2 separate regions of the Pan troglodytes genome follow, and region 2 is linked to region 1. The links are chromatin contacts, called in public HiChIP or PLAC-seq maps. All regions are on one chromosome and are shown on one strand. Each heading gives the region's core, a stretch centred on a gene start, on an enhancer-like site or on the middle of the called end of the contact. The rest is flanking DNA. Distances are from core to core; before and after follow the strand shown.

What was found. HiChIP or PLAC-seq counts read pairs in DNA pulled down with a chosen protein or histone mark.
Region 2: a contact with region 1 is called in an H3K4me3 HiChIP or PLAC-seq map of stem cell-derived excitatory neurons, with 5 times the contacts expected there. The contact joins the promoter of ALS2 here to the promoter of CASP8 in region 1. A contact is called at or near these places in 1 of 7 Hi-C or Micro-C datasets (stem cell-derived neural progenitor cells) and 1 of 1 datasets of contacts at active chromatin or transcription factors (stem cell-derived excitatory neurons).

What each region holds. Positions count from the first base shown.
Region 1 is chr13:103,262,782-103,269,349 of NHGRI_mPanTro3-v2.0_pri, reverse strand. It overlaps CASP8 (caspase 8), which reads right to left and starts at 3,743. Exons shown (of 10, transcript XR_010150205.1): 1 at 3,584-3,743; 2 at 3,094-3,190.
Region 2 is chr13:103,809,520-103,816,087 of NHGRI_mPanTro3-v2.0_pri, reverse strand. ALS2 (alsin Rho guanine nucleotide exchange factor ALS2) reads left to right here and starts at 4,258. Exons shown (of 34, transcript NM_001079920.1): 1 at 4,258-4,320.

The DNA of each region.
Region 1 (6,568 bases), core at 2,494-4,993:
TTGAACCTGGGAGGCGGAGGTTGCAGTGAGCCAAGAACGCGCCACTGCACTCCAGCCTGGGTGACACAGCAAGACTCTGTCTCAGAAAAAAAAAAAAAAAAAAAAGAAAGGGGTCATACTGGGGAAAAGGAACAAACACAGACGCACTGAAAAGAATCCAAATAGTTAAGAATATGACAAAGAATCAGAGACTATGAAGATTTAATTCAGGAGGGTGGGGATAGAAATAATTTGACACTGCTCTTCAGCTAAATTTATTCTTTACTTGAAAACTTCTGTCTGGCCAGGCACAGTGGCTCACGCCTGTCATCTCAGCACTTTGGGCAGCCGAGGCAGATGGATAGCTTGAGCCCAGGAGGTCAAGACAAGCCTGGGAAACATGATGAAACTCCATCTCTACAAAAAATGCAAAAATTAACTAGGTGCGGTGGTGCGCACCTATAGTCCAGCTACTCGCAGATGGGGAGCTGAAGTGGGAGAATCGCTTGAGCCTGGGAGGTTGAGTCTGCGGTGGGGCAAGGGTTCAGTAAGCCGAGGTCACACCACTGTACTCCAGCCTGGGCGACAGAGCCAAACTCTTGTCTCTAAAAAAAGACTTTTTAATAGAATTTTCATGTTGGCTTGCTGCCCTCTGGTGGAATTATTAGGGTTTATCACAAACACTGTGGAATTCACTCTGGCAATGACCACTAACACAAAATACCGATGGTTCTTGGGCATAACCCTCCCCCTGGGGAGTTAGATCTTTGACTTCATGGTGTCAGGAATTTGTTATTGGCCTGGACAACAGAAACATGTCTGGAAAATCCCCAAATATTTGGAAATGAAATAACACAACTCTAAATAATCCATGGGTCAAAAAAGAAATCAAAAGGAAATTATGTAGTATTGAATTAAAATAAAATCAAAACAAAATATCAAAATGCATGGGATGCCACTAAAGCAAGGCTAGGAGAAAATTTACAGAACTAAATGCCTAAAAGGAGCAGGGGTGGGGAGGGGCCGGAGGACAGGATTCAAGAGGGCATACGAAATATTTTGGAGGTAATATATATGTTCATTATCCTGACTGCAGTGATAGTTCCACCCATAATATATACAGCCATACTTCACTTAATGACAAGCATAAGTTCCGAGAAAAGCATCGTCAGTGATTTCGTCATTATGCCAACATCATAGAATGTACTTATGCAAAACCTAGATGGTATAGCCTACTACACACCTAGGCTATATGGTCTAGACTATTACTCCTAAGATGCAGACCTACAAAGCATGTTACTGTATTGAATATTGTAGGCAATTGTAACACAATAGTAAGTATTTGCATATCTAAATATGTCTAAACATAGAAATGGTACAGTAAAAATACAGTATTATAATCTTATGAGACCACCATCATATATGTGGTCAGTCATTGACTGAAATGGCACATGAATATATATATGAGTGTGTCTATATGACTGTCATATATGTCATACATATGTCAAAATTTATCAAATTATATACTTTATATGCCATTTGTTGTATATCAATCATATCTCAGTAAAGCTGTTTTAAACAACATGTGGCTGCACTATTAGGTAGTACAACTCAAGTGCAATTACTAAGAGAATACTAAAAGCATGCATAATTAACAAGCTAATAAAGGAGTAAGGTGAACTTTCTAAAATCACTTAATTAGTCTAAAAGAAATCAAGAAAGTAGAGAAAACTGAATTGACGTCACAAATAAAAAACAACTGGAAATATAGTAGATTTTAGCCCAATTATATTGACAATTACATTAAATGAAAATGGACTAAATACTGTAATTTTAAGAAAAGTACCTTCCAGAATACATTTTTCTATAATAAAAGAAAAACTTGAACAATACACCACTTACGGCAGACACATTTCAAGTATAAGAACACCGAAACACTGAAAGTATAAGGATGGAAAAAGATGTACCAACTGATATCATTATACTAATATCACATAAGGCAGACATAAAGGAAAAATGATCCTAATTTAAAATGAGAAATTGACAATCTACAGTCATAGTGTAAGATTTTTATGTTCCCTTCTCGATAATGGGTAAGAAAGACAGACAAGCGGTAGAGTTATACAAGATTTGAACAACACAATTAACCTTGACCTAAATAACATAAAATCTTGACCTAAGTAACATAAAATCAATTATGTTAGTGCCTTTCTTTCCTCATTCATACAGTCACTGTAATAGTGACTCCTGCATGTGAAGGTTATTATGAGAATCAAAAGAGTTAATACATGCAAATTCTTAGAACTCCTGGCATGCAGAGTAAATTCATAATAAGTAGGAACTTAACCAAGAAATAAAATCCTAAGTATATTGCTTTCATCTAGTGGTCACATTATATAAAAATACAAAAATTTTTATAATGTGGTCATATTATCTAAAAATGTGAAATCAGCCGGGTGCAGTGGCTCACGCCTGTAATCCCAGCACTTTGGGAGGCCAAGGTGGGTAGATCACTTGGGGCCAGAAGTTTGAGACCAGCCTGGCCAACATGGTGAGACCCCCCCCATCTCTACTAAAAATACAAAAAAAAAAAAAAAAAAAAAAAAAAAAAATTAGCCAGGCATGGAAGCAGGTGCCTGTAATCCCAGCTACTCAGGAGGCTGAGACACGAGAATCACCTGAACCCGGGAGGCGGAGATTGCAGTGAGCTGAGATCGCGCCACTGCACTCCAGGCTAGGCGACAGAGCAAGACTCCCTCTCAAAAAAAAATAAAAAAGAATAACTTTTCACTATGTGAGCCATTGTCGTTTAGTGCATAATGTCTGCGTACTACCCAGTATCCCCTGCGGCTCCTCCACAGTTGTGGGGTCCCGCACTATAGGAAGACAATGCATTTTAGCTCAGAGTACAGGTCTCAAAAACTTGGCTAAATACTTCCCCCATCCACTCATACCAGTGTACAGGGAACAATAATGGATTAATAACCAAAGAGAGGGCAGGAAGGTCCCAACTGGCATCTGCTCCACTCGGCCCACTGGTGTCTAGATAGGGAACAGTAATAGCGTTCACCACTTCTCTTTCCCCCAAATCTCCTCTGGAAATTCCAGGCTTACCTCAATATTCCCAAGGTTCAAGTGACCAACTCAAGGGCTCAGGCGGCCAAGGCCCAACCTCACGTGCCCAGAAAGTGGACGCACCCAGGGGCTGCTCCTGGAAGGAAGGAGAAATGACGGTGAGTAGAAGCCCATGTCAGCCTCTCTGGCTGGGCCCTCCTTCTACTGATGTCTTGACCCGCAGCCCACAGCCTCTGGGCAAGGAACTAAAGTCGTTTTGAGTCAGCAGGGTCAGACTTCTAGAAGCAGCCAGCTAAGGTAAAATATCTGTCTTCTACTCCCTGGAAAGCAGTCTGGAGAGGTGGAACCGGCCCAGACTTCAGTATCAGGCAGATCTGGATTCAAATCCCAGCTCTGCCTCTCACTTGCTGAGGACTCTAAACACCTCCTTTTGCTCCACCCAGCCTCCATCTTTTCACGTGGAAAAGAACTGCTTGGTAAGGTTGCTGTGGGGAGTGAATAAAGCAATATACATAGTGCTTAATCTCACAGACAGCAGATGCTCCAGAAATGCTAATTCTCTTGCCCACTGGTATTCCTCAGGCAGCCACCAGTCACCTTCTTCTGAAGCTGTTGGCGGGGTACAGGCAGGCAGGAAGCTCAGTCTGAACAACCAGCCTTCAGACCAGCTCAGACACAAGGTGAAACAGAAACCAAAAACTCAGAGCACATGACTTACCTCCTCCAAACCTTTGCTCCAACCACTGCCACTCCCCAGGGAACGCCCTCCCCGTCTCCTCCCGCCCACTGCGGAGAGTGCTCCCATTCTCCACCGTTTATCACACACTTGTTTCTCACTTCCTGGCACTGTGAGTTGTCGTTTATTAACTGGTTTATTTTCTTCTTGGAAAAATAATTTTTTTAAAAAATATACCTTATCTATGCACACAAAGCAGCCCCCCAATTCATGAATGGATATGCTTGTGGTTTGTATTTGCATTTTAATTACTAAGCAATCTGGCTCATCCCTTTGTGCAAAGCATTGCCTTAGGTTACAGTGTAGGAAACTGTATCAGCTCATCCTAGCACTGTTATAAAGAAATACCTAAGACTGGATAATTTATAAAGAAAAGAGGTTTAACTGGCTCACAGTTCCACAGGCTGCACAGGAAGCATAGTGACATCCGCTTCTGGGGAAGCCTCACTGTATTTATTTATTTGAAGGACTGATTTTTTTACAAAGTGAAAACTTCTCCCATGGCCTCTTCAATGCTTCCTTGAGGTCCCCGCTGTTAACATTTTGATTCTTTCAGACTTTTTTCTAGGCTTATAAAGCCATAGTAATTCTTGCTCTGCCACTTACTAGCTGCGTGACCTTGGGCAAGTTACTTAACGTCTCAGTGCCTTCCTCGGCTCATTCATAAAGTAGCTATAATGATTCCTGCATGTGAAGGTTATTATGAGAACAAAATGAGTTAATACATGCAAAATACTTAGCTCCTGGCATGCAGAGTAAAGACATAAATACATAATAAGTAGAAACAAATATTGTTTTATATACAGAGAGAGAAAGAGAGACATCACATATACCATTTTGTTTACAAAAGCAGGGTAAGTATACTGTGCCAGTATCAATCATTGTGTTGCATCTGAGCTCCAATTCCACTCTGTTCTGTTTGGTGACACCAAGCTACATCCCATAAAAAGATCTCCTTTGCCAGCGGCACAATTTTACTGGCTTTGTCAGTAGAGGGCGCCAGAGGGACGGTGCAAGGCCTAGCAGAGGACTGGATTTCTCTTCCGGGTTCTGGTGCTTCTCTTCCTGCTCTTAACGCCATGACTGCCAGCAGCTTGTAGAACCAGTGGTGCTCACCTTCAGGGAACTTTGGCAGCCTCCCAGCGGGCAGCTTTCTGCTCACCAGCCGGGGCTTGCTGACTGCAGACAGCTTGAGTGCTCTTGTACCTTTAGCAGTTAGCCTTCTTTTACTAGTTAATAATTCTTCATATTACATTTTCCCTTTCAAATTACTGGTGTGCTTTCCATCTCTAAGTGGACCCTAACTTTTAGCTCATGCCTAGTATCTATCAGATAGCTTGTAAAATTTATTTAACCATTCCCCTATTGAAGGGAATGTGAGTATTATCGTTTCCAGTTTTCAGCTGTTATACCCTGTGCAGTAGTGAACATGTGTTTTTCATCCACATCACTGTTTTTGAAGGAAAAAAAATCCTGGAAGAGGAATAAATTGCTCTGCCATAGGGTTGTGCATTTAAGTCTTTGAAAAATGTTGTGAAATTGCTCTCCCTATAAGGTTGCACCAATTTATATTTCCAAACGTAGGTTTAAGTGCCCACTTCCCCACACCCTCACCAATTATTATTTTTCTTTAACATTTACTAATCTTAGGGGTAATGTCTCATTGTTTAAGTTTGTTTTGTGCAATTTCTAAGGAGATTGAACATTTTTTCATAACTTCATTGTCAATTTTTATTTTTTCTGTGAAACACATTGCTTATATCCCTTATTCATTTTTTAGTTGGATTGTCACTTTTTTCTAATTCATAGAAATTATTTGTTGATTCATTCCTAAAAGTGTGTATAGTTTTACAGATTTTATTAAGGGCCTTCATTCTTAGTTATGTAGCAAATATTTTCCCCGATTCATTTCATGTCTTTTTTTATGTGATGAAGTACACATAACATAAAAGTTACCATTTTCATCATTTTAAGTGTACAGTTCAGTAACATTAAGTACATTAATACTGATGTGTAACCACCACTCATCGCCAAAACATCTTCATCTTCCTAACCTTCATTGTATGTCTTTAAATTCATTCTTTGTGTCTTATACTATACAGAAGTTTTACATTTTTATCTATTCTAATTTATCAACCTTTTCCTTTATGACTTCTGGCTTTTACATCTTGTGTAGGGAAATTTTTGCTGGTGCTGTATTTTCTATATTTTCTTTTAATACCTTTCTAGACTTGTTTTAACATTTATATCTTTAAGCCATTTGGCATTTTTGTGCTGGTATGCATGGTCTGAGGTGGGCTTCTAACTTTACTTTCTTGCAGGTGGGGACCTGATTATCCTAACACCTTTTTTAAAAAATCCATCTTTTCGCCTGGTGCAGTGGCTCACGTTTGTAATCCCAGCACTTTGGGAGGCCGAAGCAGGCGGATCACAAGGTCAGGAGATCGAGACCATCCTGGCTAACACAGTGAAACCCCGTCTCTACTAATACAAAATATTAGCCGGGCGTGGTGGTGGGTGCCTGTAGTCCCAGCTACTCGGGAGCCTGAGACAGGAGAATCGCTTGAACCTGGGAGGCAGATGTTGCAGTGAGCCGAGATCGCGCCACTGCACTCCAGCCTGGGTGACAGAGCGAGACTCCATCTCAAAAAAGAAAAAAAATCCATCTTTTTTTGATTATTTTATTATGTCACTTTTGCCAAAAAGTACCTGCCTTCTCTCCCAAAGCAGATTATCATTTCCTAGAAGGGAGGGACATTTCTTGTATCCATAAGTTTC
Region 2 (6,568 bases), core at 3,009-5,508, 550 kb before region 1:
AGGTGCAGTGGCTCGCACCTGTTTGGGAGGCCAAGGTGGGAGAACTGTTTGGACCCAGGGGTTTGAGACCAGTCTGGGCAACAGAGTGAGACCCTGTCTCTACAGAAAAAAAAAAAAAATTAATTAACTGAGTGTGGTGGCATGCACCTATAGTCTCATCTACTCGGGAGGCTGAGGTGGGAGGATTGCCTGAGCCCAGAAGGTTGAGGCTACAGTGAGCCATGTTCATGCCACTGCACTCCAGCCTGGGTGTCAGAGTAAGATCCTGTCTCAAAGATGAATGAATGAATGAGCTATGTTCTAACTGCCAAAGGTTTCTTTCTTTCTTTTTTTTTTTTTTCCTAGCAGCTAAACAAGTGCTGGCATTGAGATAAGCAATATTAAAACAATTGCAGCTCATTTACCACCAGACGCTGACTAACTGAGCCTCTGTCCCACAAGCCATAACTATAGCTTTGATTGGACAAGACACTGATTTCAGTAACTTTCTCCTGATAAGAGACCACCGGCCATGGACTGGTTCTGGCTAGTTCACAGTGGCTGAGCACTTAAGTGCCTTTGTATTCCTGCTTCACCTTCAACATTAAATGCATTACATAATTATAATTGCCCTCTATATCAAAATGATATTATAATTATGTAATGCAATTAATGTTAAGTCTCTATCCCAAAGTGAACATGGGGTGCATGTAACATGCATGCTATTCAGTATACATGTGTCAGGACCCCCCTTAGTGAATATTCAATCTGTTCAATGTGTATGTTTAGCCAACCCATTCAGCTCCTGCCTTAATCGTTCCTCCTTCAAAATGCCTGCTAATGGTCTCTACTGTAGGCTATACTTCCAAGCCTGTCAGTATGGCCACCTTGCAGGTTATAACTCTTTATAAGAAAAGAAGTCTCAGCGGGGTGCAGTGGCTCACGCCTGTAATCTCAGCACTTTGGGAGGCCGAGACGGGTGGATCACGAGGTCAGGAGTTTGAGACCAGCCTGGCCAGCATGGTGAAACCCCATCTCTACTGAAAATACAAACATTAGTTGGGTGTGGTGGCGCGTGCCTGTAATCCCAGCTAATCGGGAGGTTGAGGCAGGAGAATCACTTGAACTTGGGAGGCGGAGGTTGTAGTGAGCTGAGATCGAGCCACTGCACTCCAGCCTGGGTGACAGAGCAAGACTCTGTCTCAGAAAAAAAACAAAACACGAAGTCTCCTTTCTAAATCTGAGACAATTTGTATATCTCAAATTTAGAAAGGTGATTCTTCAGTTTACACTATCTTCCAACCTACCTATCTCTCTCCTGAAAAGACATACATAACACACAATTGGTAGACTACTATGGACAGGACTTAGCATCTAGCTTTTTTCTCTTATCTCCTAATTTCCAGATCATTCCATATCAGTATATAGAGATCATCCTCTTTGTTTTAGATGGTTGCATAGAATGCTTCCATTCTATGAGGGTACCATTAGATTACAAAATGAGAAGATGACTATTGATTTCAGTAGACTTAAGGAAATGGTGAGGAAGACTGGGAAGTCAGAAAGTAGAGGTAGGAAATGAGGTTGGAAAGGAAAGAAGGCAGAAAGTAAAAAAATTAAAGATGAGATAGATAGCAGGTTTATACACTGTAAGTATATAGGAATAAGAAGACAGGCAGAGGTTGAAAATACATGAAGGAGAAGGGATAAGTAATGGAAATGTAAATAAAAAAATGAAATTCTTAGCCCCCCCAACCAACTGAATAGATCTCCCTCCACCCTCCTTGGCCAAGGGGATCCTAAAGAAAACCTTAAAAACTAGTTAAGGCCATGATGGGAAGGCAGGTTGGACATACCTCATTATATCCTCTCCCTTTGGAGTTTAGACCAGCATTAAAGTGGTCTAAACCATTTTCATGAAATGAAAATAGAGATCATAAGACTGACAAAATAGACTCTTGTAGCAATAAGATTATCCAACTCTAACTTGACTATGGTATAGCATTACAAGACAGATAGTGGGCCCTGAAGAAAATAAAAATATTTTACCCCAAAATATATTTCTTTGACATATTTTGAAATGACCCTGCAAAGCTGTCTCTTGTTGGGGGAATTTGCATTTTATACAGAATCACTTTCCTTTTTCAGGTCTTTTCTTGATCCAGGAGAGATTTAACCAAGAGTCTTGACACATTTTAAGGTCCTATAACATATGCTACCTGGAAGCTTCATCTACGTAACAAGAACCTTGGCTTCTATAACCCCCTTCATTTTAACTCAAACATTTCTTTCTGCTAACTTCAACTCTTTAGGAAAAGCTTAGCTTTTTCAACCCATCATAAAGTCTCTGAATCCACCTATAATCTGTGAGCACCACCGGCCCCCCATGTATTGATCTATGTCTTTGCCTATAACTTCTGTCTCTCTAAAATGTATAAAACCAAGCTATAACCCAACCACCCTGGGCACATGTTCTCAGGACTTCTTGAGGCTGTGTCCCAGGCCATGGTTACTCATGTTTCGATCAGAGTATATTTAACCTCTTCAAATATTTTATAAAGTTTGTCTTTTTTCATCAACAGAACAAAGTCTTTCCTTTGGGGAGATTAGGGATCCTGAGTTCAGGATCTTCTAAGAAGAAAGAGGGAGAAGAAAAGGACTCGGTGAAAAGGAGCCGGGCTCGGTGGCTCGCGCCTGTAATCCTAGCACCTTGGGAGGCTGAGGCACGTGGATCAATTGAGGTCAGGAGTTCGAGACCAGGCTGGCCAACATGGTGAAATCCCATCTCTACTACAAACACAAAAATTAGCCGGGTGTAGTGGCGGGCACCTGTAATCCCAGCTATTTGGGAGGCTGAGGCAGGAGAATCGCTTGAACCTGGGAGGCGGAGGTTGCAGTGAGCCGAGATCGCGCCACTGCACTCCAGCCTGGGCGACAGATCGAGACTCCCTGTAAACAAAACAAAACAAATCAAAACTGGTTGCAGGTAGGTTTTGTGGTAGTGGCTGATGGGATTTGGGATTTAAGGAAATTCACCTCTAGTGGTCTCACTTTCCTCAGAGATGTAAGAGACAAAATTTTTTATTTTTATTTTTACCAAAGCGGGTGAGTGAGTAGAGTTCAGTAAGAGGTTAGAAGAGCGTGAGGGCTGGGAACAGCAGGGGAGGGGAATAGGAGATAATCTGAGTAGCAATGTGTAAACGTGACTGTCTTAGGCTCAGCAATATTGCGTAGTCGCACATGGAAGTCCCGACTGAAGTTGGACACTTTTCGTTCGCAGTGGTGCCAATTTTCAGGGTTGTGTGATTTTCTGCACCGATGCAGGAGTGTGCAAGGTTGGTTGAACTGTTGCAGACTAACAGTTTTGCAGGTGGGCGAAGGATCAGGGAGGAAATTGAGTTGAGGGTGTTGGTGAATAGGATATAGGAGTTTCAGAACCCGACTACACATCTGTCGTTGATGGTCTAAATATTTGCATGTTTGCAGGTCCAGCGATGGCACAATGCCTAGCAGCAGAAGGTTTCCACCCACTGTGCGACATGAGTGGCAGCCCTGGAAAATCATAAAATCATGGGAGGACTTGAGAGTGCAGGCTGGGTGGGGTGGGACTGTGGCTGCGAAAAACAGTGTTATGAAACTGCGCGGGACAAGAAAGCTGATTTTACTGATTGTATATTGGGGAGTACTACGGGAATCACTGGAGAGGCCACTTCATTTTCTCCTATCCCACCCCATCTTTTGGGGTTGCAACTAACCAGTAAGTTTACACATTGAGAATACAATGGCGAAACGGGGCCGCGAGGCGATGACGTCATTCGCGGGAGTTTGGGGGAGAAGCGACCACTGTTAGGGTACTGTCCATAAAGGCAATTTGAAAATATTTCAGCCTTTTTACTTTTATACTTCCGGCCCTTGCAGTTTGAGGTGGTAACAAACGACTGCTGCTCCCAACCACTTTCACCACTGCCTGTTACCATGGAAGCGCTCGGGTAGCTAGGCTTGGACGACTCTATTCTACGTCATCATCAAAGCGCATCTCAGGAATGATAGCTCCGCCCTAAACTAAGGGAGAGGCTGTGCTCCCAAGTACGTAGCCTGCAGTGCCTAACGCATTCTCAGTAATTTTGACCCCCAACAGACGCCGTCGACAGTCTCCCAAGAACAATTCCCAGGAGCTCGGATTCCAAGAGCCGCCCGCGCCCTCGTTTACCCTCGCTAGTCGCCCTGCAGCCCCGCCCTGTCCGGAGGCCCCGCCCTCCATGAATCAGCTGATCCCGCGGACCCACTGGGTTGCCAAGCTCGCGCCGGATGCGGAGCGCGGTGCTGCCGGTGGAGCTTCAGGTGAGCGAGCGTGGGTCCCGGGTTGGCTATTGGCTAAGGAGGGCTTATCGGCTGGGACCCCTTGTATGCGGAAGGCCGGGGACAGGGAGCTAGGCGGAGGCTGTGGTCGAGGCCGGAGAGCGCCCTGCGGGGGCCTGCGGAGACGGCGCCCGCATTTTCCCAGCTCTGGGTGCGATCGACTGCTCCTGCCGGTCCAGCAGCGCCCGAGGCGGCCCCTGCCTTGGCCCCAGGTTCTCCCACTTGCCCCGGTCTCTCCCTCGCCAGACTGGGCGCCGCTGCAGTGGTCTCAGCTGCGTGAAATTCCTTCAAGTCCCCTCTTCCCGCCTCCACCCACGCTGCCTTCCAGCTATTCATTCACGAGAATTTCTTGAATGCCCACACTAGGCGCTGAGCTGATAAACTGGGGTCCGTGGCCGGGAACCCTGCTGAGTGTCCCTGGCGGCCTTGCCACAGGGTGCAAATCGCGTTGAAGAGTGGACCAAGGGCTACTTGAAAAGGCGGTTGCGGAGAAAGAAAATGGCTTTGATAATAAGAATTAGTAGTTTAGGCAAGTCTTTGAGCCTATCAAGTAATTCATCAAGAGGAGAAGATAAGTTATTTTGAGAAGCGAAGCCAGAAAAATAACACAGGTCCTTGACGCTGGTGTTCGTCCTCGGATAATAGGGCTACTTTGGAGACAGGCAACAGTAGACTGGTAGAATCGTACTATTGCTTAAGGCTTTGATGGTGGAAGAGAAAAAACACTCTTGTTGAAGTGGCATATCCAAGAACAGTGCTTTCTTTCTGGTTTAGGATGGAGAAGGAACTGACTGCTGTACCCAAGTGAAGATCTTTACTCAGTTACCCTTATATTTGGCTATATGGAATAAAATTGTGTGATATGTTTATTCTGAGCAGGTACAAAACTTCAGCAAACCTATTGGTCCCACATTTCCCCCCCCCCCCCATTTATCATATGATTTGGAGTGACCGGTTGACCTTTGAATTAATGAATAATTTAAAGCAGTGAAAAATTTGTTTTTGCAGTAAACTACAGTGTTTTAACCTTGATAACATAAGCATAGTGGTTAAGAGTCTAGGCTTTGTATCTGAACATACCCAGAGTCACATCCATTTACATCTTTGATTTTGGGCAAGTTATTTAATCTCTCTGCCTCAGTTCTCTTGTCTCTAAATTGGGGATAAAAATGTTTTCCTGATAACAGTACCTTTACATGTAATGGTTCATGTATCGTATTTATTACAGTGCCTGTTTTATGGTAAATATTCAATACATATTAGCTGTTTTTATAGTTAATTCCACCCACTACATCATGATCCAAACTGACTCTTTTCTTAAGTGATGGGGAAGGGAACTGAATATTTTAAGGAAGTAGCTATAAAATATGATTTCAAGTTGTTCTGTAGTAATTTTGGTGTTCCATAAGGACATTTTAATGTGAAAAAGATACTGACAGAATCTATACATGGTTTGAATTTATTAGTTTCTAAACTATGACCAGTATTAGCAGATTTAAAATTCATAATTATAGCAAGAAAACGTCAAAGTTGTTTAATAGTGTTAAAATTTGAAACTGTAATGATCCAGAAAAATGAAATACCAAACCGATAATTTTGGGAAAAAAACAAAACTTGAGTGGCATTATGCAGGCTATTTACTTTTTAAATGTACACAATATAAACAGGAATCCCTTCTCTCCAAATTTCAGTTTTTCAGAATTTGGGCTGTCATTTGAAACACTTACTTTGGGCACTTTGACTGTTAAAGAAGCAAAGGGTATGCTAAGAACTTCAATGAGTCTTGATGTTAGTGTTTTTGTAATTAGGTGGAATCTCCTACCTTTTCATGAAAACTGTAGGTTTAAAGCAGTAGCTGCTGGGTCCATTCTAATGATAATCTCAAAAATGTGACTGACTTGTAAAAAACTACAATTATTTATTAATGTGAGACTAGGTAAAGTATGAGTTGAAAAACTAGGAAGAAAGGCAGAGTGGTGATTTTTAAGCTTGTATAAAGGAAGGCCCGCTTTGGGTACTATGAGGTACCTTTCTCACTCAGAGGCATGCTGTGAGGATTTGTGACTTTTAAATCATTTAGCTCTTTTTATAACTTTGTGGAATTAAATCTACCACGTATTTCAAGTGTATTCAGGATATGAATTTTCCTGGTAGAGTTTTAACAGATTTTTTTCTCTTAACCCGTCATTGATGACCAAACAATTTTGTTGTCTGTAATAAGAAAGTACTC